Linked DNA regions of Mus musculus: all the other regions are linked to region 1. A link is a contact called in public Hi-C and Micro-C data. All regions are on one chromosome and are shown on one strand. The core of a region is the stretch at or near the end of the contact, and the rest is flanking DNA. Distances in the headings are between cores, read along the strand shown.

The links. A called contact is a pair of places that touch in the nucleus more often than the background predicts.
Region 2: a contact with region 1 is called in a Micro-C map of granulosa cells, with 2.5 times the contacts expected there. The contact joins two enhancer-like sites. A contact is called at or near these places in 5 of 484 Hi-C or Micro-C datasets (cranial neural crest, embryonic fibroblasts, granulosa cells and 1 more), 8 of 115 datasets of contacts at active chromatin or transcription factors (the NIH/3T3 cell line, cardiomyocytes, craniofacial prominence and 5 more) and 1 of 9 other capture datasets (adipose tissue).
Region 3: a Hi-C map of muscle stem cells shows a contact between it and region 1, with 6 times the contacts expected there. The contact joins two enhancer-like sites. A contact is called at or near these places in 1 of 39 promoter capture datasets (the 3T3-L1 cell line), 20 of 484 Hi-C or Micro-C datasets (the 3T3-L1 cell line, 3T3-L1-derived adipocytes, the C2C12 cell line and 12 more) and 4 of 115 datasets of contacts at active chromatin or transcription factors (double positive thymocytes, embryonic fibroblasts, fibro-adipogenic progenitors and 1 more).

Annotation. Positions count from the first base shown.
Region 1 is chr17:68,163,506-68,166,949 of GRCm38.p6, reverse strand. No RefSeq gene overlaps it. Among named protein-coding and RNA genes, the nearest start is that of Gm36312, 22 kb to the left of the region's middle. Within about 2 kb of position 1,644, at least 107 of the 459 cell types and tissues checked have an H3K27ac peak or open chromatin away from gene starts, as enhancers often do. A contact at or near this core is called in the MC38 cell line, Sertoli cells, embryonic fibroblasts and 4 more, where this site is marked.
Region 2 is chr17:67,954,255-67,957,698 of GRCm38.p6, reverse strand. The region is part of intron 1 of Arhgap28 (Rho GTPase activating protein 28); the gene reads left to right. Among named protein-coding and RNA genes, the nearest start is that of Arhgap28, 48 kb to the left of the region's middle. Within about 2 kb of position 1,883, at least 21 of the 459 cell types and tissues checked have an H3K27ac peak or open chromatin away from gene starts, as enhancers often do. A contact at or near this core is called in granulosa cells, where this site is marked.
Region 3 is chr17:67,987,642-67,991,085 of GRCm38.p6, reverse strand. The region is part of intron 1 of Arhgap28 (Rho GTPase activating protein 28); the gene reads left to right. Among named protein-coding and RNA genes, the nearest start is that of Arhgap28, 15 kb to the left of the region's middle. Within about 2 kb of position 1,950, at least 144 of the 459 cell types and tissues checked have an H3K27ac peak or open chromatin away from gene starts, as enhancers often do. A contact at or near this core is called in the MC38 cell line, Sertoli cells, embryonic fibroblasts and 4 more, where this site is marked.

The DNA of each region.
Region 1 (3,444 bases), core at 395-2,894:
CTGTTGCTTCATCTTTGGTGGCAGTTTTGTGGCTAGAGGATATGCAAGGCTTGAGCTAAGCCATCCATCTCGCTGCACTTCCACCTGAAGAATGGGGACGGGGTGGACAAGTGTATCTTACTATACCCATATTTATTTAGGTAAGGGGTTTTCTTTTGTTTTTGTTTTTTAATGAAATTTTCTTTCTATCTAAATTCACAATTTCCATCCTATTAGAAATGGGTTATGTCTTCCTAATGTTTTATGCAAAACAGACATTAACATAACCACTAGGTGGCAGTGAACTGGCAGAAAAATGCAGATCTGGTGAGATGTTGTCAAAAGAATGGATGAGAGAAGTGGAGTCTTCCTGGGTGCACTATACCTGTCTCCTCCTTGGCCTTGAAGGATCATGGAAGCCATTGCTCACCTTCCAGGCCAGGGTTCTATGGGGATGCTGAAGGCCGCATGAGCAGAAAGCAGCAGGCAAGCCTCTGAGGAAGCCACCTTGTGTTATAGAATCCCACAAGCCTGACGGTTGTATTTCTAATTAGTTCCCGGATCTCGGGGAACTTTCTGTGCCAGACCTCAGTTTCCCTGCCTTCTCTGCCAAAGCATCAGAAGCTTGCCCTCCTCTATAGGGCACAGTGGCCAGGGAATGGTTCTCTGAGGAGCCTCTTGTAGGTAGAAGGGACTTAATAGTGACTTGTATAGAATTTTCCTGAGTTTTCAGGATTTTTTTCAAACTTTTTAATGATAAAGCATGAGTTATTTATTTGTGCTCAAGGATGGGCTCATAGTAAAATAAAATAAGCAAACTACGCAAAAAAAAAAATCTGATCAAGTATTTCCTCCCATTGAATAAGAATGGTCCTTGATGTTCAAAGTTTGGGGAAGATTATAATTTCGGATGTGACCCCCCCCCCATGGGTCCCAACTGTCAGTTGGTTGGTTCTCCATGGTCCTATGCTGTGCTTGTTAGTATGAACGCACAAGTGAAGAAATGCTGGGAGGAGGTAGCTGTTTGCTCCGATTTCCTTTCATGCAGTGGCTTTCACTGTCTGATTTTGCTTTCAGAGCTCACACCTGGCAAAAGAGCTTCACAAAAAAAGCAGGAGAAAAGCTAAGTGATTTCTGCACTCAAGCACGGGAGCTCTCGGTATGGAAAGAGGCTTCTGTGTGAGCGGATACCGGGAGCTCAGAATTGGAAGATGATGTTTAAAAATTTTCCTTCCTGGTGAACATTATCTTCAAAGCACGAAGGCCCCATGCATGGCCTTCGTTCCAGGAAAGATAATTACCGACGTGACACTGAAGAGCAGTGAGGGGGAGGCTGTCCTGATGATGTCATGTTCAAGTTTCTCCTCCTTGGCAGCGCGCTTCCTATCATTTCCCTGTGACTATGCAGCTTCTCCTAGACTGCCAATCCTCAGGGTCAGAAGCCACACTTTCTCCTGTTTTGTTTTGTTTTCTTCTTTCACTGTAATCTCCAGGAAGCTTATAGCTAAGTGTACAATACTCTCTTTGAAGATATTAGATAAACGTGGAGCTTTTAGCTTTATGTTGGAAAATTCTGGCATACCAGTTAAGATATTTTCAGAGTGAGACACATCTGGGAGCTACGTGGACTCTTTCAGCAAACACTTCATTACGTGTGACTCAGAGAAGGAAACCGAGCCTAAGCATTTGAAGGGGCTGGAGGCAGAGCTCATACAGTGAGTGAGGCTGAGGATAATTGGGAGGCGGGTTTCTCCTGTGCTTTTGCACATGCAGGTTAATAAACAGCCATCTATATGTAGTGGGTTAAGTTAAAAGCAATTCCAGCTGGGTTGTTTTCATCAAAAGTCATAGCATAAGGGCTCCTTGCCCTCAGTGCCATGGGAAAACATTAATAAGAAATCAGTCCTATGGGTAGGCAGCTAATGAGAGCAGATGAATTCAGTCAGTCAGTGAATGTCAGCCAATCAGATGTCAGTCAAGTGATGGAACCACAAAGAGACCAGGGGGTTCCCTTAGTGAAGTCCCAATGACTCCCCTGAGCCTGGGAATAAGCCTAGCTCCTCAGCAAGACAATCCTGGCTTTAGGCTGTCTCTTCTCCCTTTGCTCCTTTGGCTGAGAGTCACATCTAAGTCAGCTGGGCGCCTCTGCCCTTGGACTTCCTGCCTCTCCACAGTTCACGTCCCAGTAAAAGTTACTCATCCCCAGAATCCAAGAGGCAGGGCTACTACTCTCTGAAGGCATCTCCATTGTCACAGCACACCTTCTGGAAAAGCATTTTGATAATTGTATTTTGTATGTGCTCCTTCAAGAACTCTGAGGGGTTTGAGGGAAGGGAGACTTCTAAGTTGATCCTACTTCCTGGTCATGGAAAGAGTGAAGACATTTTGTCCACCTGGGAGGAGTCAAAGTCTAGCTGACTATAAGAAAGTCTATGGTGAGCAATTTAAAAAGAGAAGTAGCAGGGACTTCACTTTGTCACCTGGCCTGTCCCGACCTGGAGTCCTACCCCTGTTGGAGTCCCACAGATGGGATGGAGAACCGGCCTAAGCTTGCATGCTAGTAACTGTATATCAAGTATCTGGTGCGATGATTTCCATAGTTTGACACCCACCCCCACCCACCCCCAGCAAGTATGAAGGCCTACTGCCATTTCATCTGAGATGTCACTGTTGTTCATGGTGTCACTTAATGGGTTTCCAAGTAACTATGTGTATAAAAGTAAGTTATTTTTTCTTGTAACTGGTAAATCAATACCCTGCCCCACCCCCACCCCCCAAGGCATTATTTGATCCTATGGAAGCATGATTAAGGGAGGGTTGGTTTGCTAACCCTCAGGGATCTGGGGAGGTCTATTTTGAGGTTTTTGCTTTGTAAGCTTCAAGGAATCCTAAGGGTCATTTAGGAGGAGGTCTGCAGGCTGAGGAAGGAATCAATAAATTCCTTGTATCTTCAGAAATGCAATAGCTTCCTCTGACTCTAAGAATCCATTTGAGCCAGGGGTTCATTTGTAAGTTCTTTTGTGTTTTTTCCCATCAATTTCAAAGGAAACTGTATGAATAAATGTTTTTCAATGTCTGACTGCAAAAATATAACCCAAGCTGTCACATCTGTTATCCATGTGAGTGACTAGGTTAATTTTCCAGCATGCGTTTGGCCACAGTGGAGATTATGTATCAGCCAGGCATGTGTTACTTGGTTTAAGTCCAGCTTCATAATTTGTCACAATTTTTGGCATATTCAACTCTCCAGTTACTTGGATAGAATTTTTCTAAATGACTTTTTCTAAAGCTCAGCCAACAGACTCACGGCTAACACAAACAACAGTTCCATTGTCTTTGTTGGATGAATTCTGTTCGCCATGTGGTCTATCCCTTTGAAAATCTCTCAACTGAAAAGCGATAGTGTTTTCCTATGGCAGAGTTATCTTTTAGTTGACTGTTGCTGCTCTTTTCCTCCAGGGTGCT
Region 2 (3,444 bases), core at 634-3,133, 210 kb after region 1:
TCTGGCCTTCTTTTTGGATTCTTGAAAAAAATATATTTTTTAAATCCTTTTTTGTTTTTGTCTTGTCTTTCATGATACATCTCTTTGTTCAGTGCTTTTATACTTTACACTACCAGACTTTAACTCTCCATAACATTTTCACTGACTGTGTAAGGCCCTGATGCCTTTGTGATTTTGCTTTCTCCATCCTGAACTGCTGGCTGCCATTGCCACACAATGCACTTGCAGCATCCGTCACACGCTGTATGATAATATTGTTGCTATTCTTGTTTTAAGTCACTCTTAAGAGAAATAAAAAGCAAGAAAACAGTTTCTTTTTGTGTTCCCTCTCCACCCCCCCCCCCCAAAAAAAGCTTTGATTCTCTGGTTTTATTCCAAGTTTCCATTGAGTATCATTTTGCCAGAACTTAAATCCTCTCCAACACTTCTTAAAGGGCAGAGTGGCTGCCTGTGCGTCCTCTGTGTTCCTGGGTATGTCTAAGACATTATTTATCCCGTTTTTATTTTCCAAGAAAATACTCTACTGGATATAGAATTAGAAGCTAAGTATTTTTTTTTTCTTTCAGCCCTCTAGAGATGCCCTTTTCCTGCCTTTGGCTGTAGCTTCTTCTGATGTTGCTTTATGCTCCCTCTTTCCTAGTCCTTATGGACGTAGCTTCTCTGTCTCTACTCTGTTGCTTCTGGTATTTGTTCTTGATTTGCTTTTCCGTGAGGGTATCATGGCACGAGACTTTGGTTTTCTTTTCCTTGTCTTTTCTTGGAGTTCACCAAATTTCTTCAAGCTATGATTTATCATTTCCAACAGATTTGGGGTGGGGGATTTCAACCGCTATTTTTTAAAATTGGTTTCCTTCCCTATCTAGGACTCCATTAACTGGTCTGTTAGATTACTCTTTGTCCCACAGGTCACCGGGAAACTCTTCAATTCCTGCACCCCCTTCCCTAACCTTGTCTGTTCCAGTTTTTTTTTTTTTCATATTGTTTAGTCTTCAAATTTATTGGACTCTTGTTTTGTGACTAGTCATGGACTGATAAGCCTGCCCAATATATTCTTCATTTCAGACACATCTTTCATCTCCAGAGAGTCTCAAGGTTCCTGTCTTCCATCTGTCCCTTCATGTGTTTCCTTTTAGGCGTTTTCGTAATCTGAGCATGTTTACACTTGGGCTTCCATTTGCTGGTGTGTGAGGTCCTCCATCCAGCTGTGTCTAAATCCCTGTGCCCGTCCTTCCTTTCTTTCCTTGTATGGGAGTTACGTTGGCTTGAATGCTGGGCTTGTGTTCGTCTTGTTGCTGTTTAGTGCAAGATAAGTGAAGGTTTTGTCTTATTTCCATTAAAATGTTTAGGGCAGACCTAGAGTAGCCTTTCAGAAATGACTGAGCTTCACCAAAGTAGACTTCTGAGGTCGTGACCTAAAAGCCCCAGTCTCTCTGACAAAGACTTTCTATTCCAACTGGACAAGGCTCACATGTCAGCCAGGCAAAGGGGACTTGGGGATTGTTTAACTTATAGAAACTCATTTGTTTTTTGTCAGACTCCATAAAGTTGACCCTGAACACCGTGACCTGATATTCAGCCTCAAACCCAAGGAAATGCCTTGTGGATTCTTGAGCTCTTTGTCTGCCTCCCTCCTTCCTGTCTGGCACTTGGTGCTTTCCCTCGCAGATTCTTTCTGCCTGAGCCTCCCAGAATGCCATTCTGTGCCCCCAGCTGGAGGAGACCACAGTGCTCTTGAGTTTGGTCTCCCTCTGCAGTCGGAGCCTCCTGTCAGACAGAGAGAGAGCTGGGATTAACTCCCAGAAAGCCCTGCTTGGTCCCTCGTCTTTGGACCGTATCCGATACTTCCTGTGTCTAATATCTGTAAACAGTTTCTTAGACTTAATCTGGTTTCCTACTTGTTTATAGTTGAAGGGACAATCTCATCAGTTTATGAGGACATGCTAAGAGTCTTCTAGACATTAAGGCACCCTTGGAGACTCTCTACAGAATAGTGCAGGAGATTACTGCGTGCAGGATCAGCTGAAGTGTTCAGATTGAACCCAGGACTGTGGAGGCACGTCCCAGACAGGTAAGGGGTATGACAGTTGAGAGGTAAGGGGCGATTTGGGACTCTCACTCTTTGTGAAACCCTTTCCTACGTCATCTTTCATGTATCAAGTATGTGGCTCGGGGGCAGCTTGTGTGTTCAGACTCTTCCAGGTATAAGAAGGAATCCCCTATTGTACGACGGGTTTAAACATCTCTGTCCATTCAAATGTGTTCTGTTTGATTTTGTTTCTCTAAATCTGAGCTGTCGATTGGGGAATTTCTAAAAGTACTACGTTAAGGGGCTGGCGTTTATGATTTATTTAATTATTGCCACGACCTAACAAGGTGGTCCTTTTCATTCATGAAGAAGGCACAGCTCAGAGAGATTGAGAAGTTTGTCTGAGCTCATACAGCTGGAAGTGGACTTAAACCCATGCCCTTCTCACTTGGTGCTTTGCATTCTGCTTTTGAGACAACGTTGCATGTATCCCAGGCTGGCCGCCAGCCAGTTCATTTTCTAGCGGAGGATGCTCTTCTGGTCCTCTTGCCTCTGCCTCCCTGGTGCAGGTCCTTACAGACATGTTCCAGGAAGGCTCATTTTCCGTGGTACTGAGGATGAAACAAACCCAGGGCTCATGACTACTAAGCAAGCACTCTTCCAACTGAGCCATGTCCTTAACCTGTGTACTTGGCAAGTTTAATATCAGGCTGTATGTCCCTCCCTTGTTACATGCTACCTTTGTGCCACAGTGATTTCCATCTGTCTTCGTAGCATTTGAATCAGTTGTAGACTATGAAGGTTAACCTACCAATCTGTGTCTTCTGAGCACAGCCGAGCCTCTCTGCAGCAAGTTAGGATGGAGAAAAAGAGCAAGAGATACTGTCTCTGTTACTCGCCTTAAAAAAGAAATAGTCCTGCCCTCTTGGAATTAATGTAACAATTCAAATATTCCTCTGTGGAGATGAACCCCTCCGTGTGACTTTGTTTTCCCTGCTTTATTCCTTACAGGTTAGTTATTGGAGCCAGCTCGTAGGAAAGTTTTACCCACTATAAGGCAGCACACAAGAACAAGGAAAACCATTTTTTTATTGTGATGTGTGTGTACTTGGGATCTGTGGACAGCAGGCACAGTTCTGTGATATTTGTTCCTTTATTGTCAGACCTATAAATTCTCTTCTCCTACAAGACAGATCTTTATATGTTCTGTCCTGTAGAAGACATTTATTTAATACTAGCAATGTTAGATGTTCCCCAGTTATTGATAAATTGCATTGAAGTGAGACTTGCATAACAACAAAAACAGCCTACCAGAGTCTTGGCCGGCTCCCCGACTTTATCTTTTTATTCACCAATCAAATACGGTGGGTGCAGGTCTTGATTAAGTGTGCCAGAAAGGGGGCAGTAAAGGATTTCTA
Region 3 (3,444 bases), core at 701-3,200, 180 kb after region 1:
TGAAGATAACTGTCTTTTTTTTTTCCAGTATGTGTTTCTTTACCCAAAATCAGGTGTCCATAGGTAGATAGATTTATGTTTAGGTCTTTGGTTCAATTCCATTGATCAATGCGTCTTTTTTTAATGTCAATACCATCCAGTTTTTATTACTGTAGTTCTATAGTACATTTTGAGATCAGGAATAGGGATATCTCGAGCAGTTCTTTTATTATTCAGGATTTGAACAGTAATTTAAAGAATCAAACATTCTAAAATAGCACAGGCCAAAGGTTTTATACGTGCTGGAGAATGTAGTAGAAGAATAGTAAACATTTCCCCTATTTAATTTGTTGTTTCTGTCTGAACAGAAAAGTTTATGTGCACAGTGAAATTCCTGTCTTCAGTCTCAGATCTGAGCCAAGGTGCTTTAGTCGGTGCAGCATACCGACATGAGCAGTGTGGAGGGACACAATAGGAGACTCCACTGCCACAAACACCTGCAGGTGGTCCTGTGTGTGTGTGTGTGTGTGTGTGTGTGTGTGTGTGTGTGTGTCTGTGTGTGTGTGTGTCTGTGTGTGTGTGATTTTAAATCAATTCTTGGTTATAGTGTATCCAGAAAGGTTTTTACTATTGCTGGCTTCTTACCCATTCAGTTATTCGACCGCTTGTCGTTTGAGGCTCTGAGGTCTCAGCTTTTACTTTAGAAGCTGAGTTGTGTCCCAGATCCTTGTGGGCATTCCATATAATTTCAAGAGAACGCCTTGAGCGACAGATACCTGGGAAGCTGAGTCCAGGAATTTGAGGCCAGCCAGGTAACCGAGGAATACCTGGTTTTCAACAGCAGGATGAGGGGGGGATGTTGTTGTTTTCCTTTGCCTCCTGTGCTGTAAGCTTTAAGCACAACCCCTATCCATCACCGATCCTTATACATTGAGGATGCTGACCTAAGATGGCCCCCATTTAGAAACTGGACCTCTTGGTCTGGCTTTGAATCTTCTGGGGAAGCCAGATTCAGATCTGCCTCCAGGCTCTGGTTGCCCGTGTCTGTTTTCTCAGGCACTGGGGTCGATAAAGTTTAGTTCTAATGACAGCGAAGAAGGCCCCGTGATTGGACAATTTGTTAGCTTCAAGTAAATAGTTGTGTGGCCTTTCCTGCTAACTGCCTGCTCTTAGGAAGTGACATTCCCTGCACTTAGCCAGCCTAGGACTTCTGAGTATCTTGATGACAGAAACTAAGCTTCCTGTGACCTGTCAGGGGTGACTGGAGCGTGGAAGGCAGAGCCTCCATGGCTTTATCAGAGAGGCAAGGCAGGGAAACAGGTCTTTAGTTGGGGCTTCTGGGCTTATTTGCTCTCAAGGTCCTTTGGCTGTTTGTTGGTCACCTGCTTCTAGCTCCCGTGTAGCATCCATTCAGGCCCCTGACATGGTCTGCAGTACTCAGTCAGACCAAGAGCCAGGACCACAAGGAGGGAAAAGGGGCTCCTTGCTGGGAAACACCAAGGTTTTAAAAAGAGGTAGTATCAGTGACAACGTAATTTCCTCAGTTTCCTCTCCGGTGCTGGGACGACATCCCGGTCATGTTATCTCCTCCAGTGTAACTCAGAGTTGGCAAAACAGACTTGTGATGTTTCGTTGGCATCCGAAAGAAAAACACTTACTGACCTCAGTGAAGCAGCCAAGCAGTTAATGGGGGATGGGGGAGGGGTGGGGTGTGTGGGGGGAGCTGACTGAAAATTTCCACACATGCTGTTTTGAAAACCCAAGCACAGATGCCTGGGCCTGGAATTTTTAACCTAAACTCCATTCCCTCTTAATTTGAACCATCTCTGGAATCTCTAGGTCTACTTGGAGACTATTTCCTGTCAAATCCACATTGTGGTTAGTTGCAGAAAGCCCAGTACTGGAGGACGAGTCCTCATCTGGCTTCTGGCGCGTGTCATTGGAGGGAGCTGGCCTTGTACGCTGTGCCTGTGTGTTTGAGGCTGTGTCATGCCCTGTGAGGCCCTGAGTCAGGGCCAGCTAAAACAACATGACTCACTGTTTATAAGAAGTCCCACTGCGGCAAATTCTGATTAGACCGAGCCTAAACAAACGCGATACTCCCCGGATGCCAGAGCTTCAGAAAGTCCTTGCTATGCAAGGTGACACTTCAGCACCAGCTCTGCTAGGAGTTCAGGGGAATGCTTTGCTGTTCAGGAACACTAACCATCAGTTAACCAATTCCTACCCAGGCTGCGCACCCCTTTGTCTCTTTCAACGTCTCCATACATACATACATACACACACACACACACACACACACACACACACACACACCCTCCTCAAACCAATTTTCATTCATTGTTTTCTAAATTTGGTTTAAGACCAATTTGGATTGAGATCCATAAAATTAAAACTGCAGTTTCAAGCCGGGCAGTGGTGGCGCACGCCTTTAGTCCCAGCACTTGGGAGGCAGAGGCTGGCAGATTTCTGAGTTCAAGGCCAGCCTGGTTTACACAGTGAGTTCCAGGACAGCCTGAGCTACACAGAGAAACCCTGTCTCGGGGGGAAAAAATAAATAAAACTGCAATAATTTCCTGGCTGTTACTTTTCCTGCAGCCCAGTGAGTTCTCAGCCTCCATTCCTCTAGACTATAAAATACGACTTTAAAAGGAGTGGAAAAATGGTAGCTGGTTGACAAAGTCGTTCAGGTGGGGATGACCTAACGCAGGTCATGTGGCCATGAATGAAATGGGGACACCAGCAAAAGAAGTTTGTAGAATTTGGTGGCTACACAACAGACCTTAGGAACCATGACTTGTGTTCTGTCTGGGGGTATCGACTAAGATTTGACATTCTAGGTATTGAATAAATGGTGATTGCGGGTCAGCACTGAGTTTCCCAGGTGGCATTTGGTCCTGTAGGCTGGTGAGACAGAGAAGCTTGGATGCCCATCAGACAGTCCTCTGAGGATGGATGTCTAGGAAGGTTTTGAGAAACATTTGCTCGTGGGAGACTCGTGTCGAGGACAGTCACATCTGGACTGGGGAGGATTGGGTGGGAGAGTCCTAAAGACAGCAGTGGATGGAACCTGAAGAGTTTTACTAGCTAGGGGGATGGGAGGAGGTTGGCAGGGCCTGAAAGCCATGGCAGTAACCAGGAGGGCAGGGACATGTGAGCCAACACCATTTATCAGCAGCATCAACAATGGTAAAATGGCAAGTGAGGGTGACAACAGAGACTCATTCATGGGCTCTTTTTAGTGTGATGAACTTGGCTGCTGTGGGTTTCATAGAGTTATGGAGGCAGAAGCCAGTTGGATGCAGGAGTGGGAGGTAATGGGGAGCTGAGTACAGCCGTGGGGGCAGCAGGCGGCTGGATCCTGCAGAGGAGCCTTGAGAGGGATGATTGACAGATGAGGCAGAACAAAGGGGGCTTCTTTAGTTGCTCATTTGTTTCCCGTCACTCTTTATTTATGTATTTGCT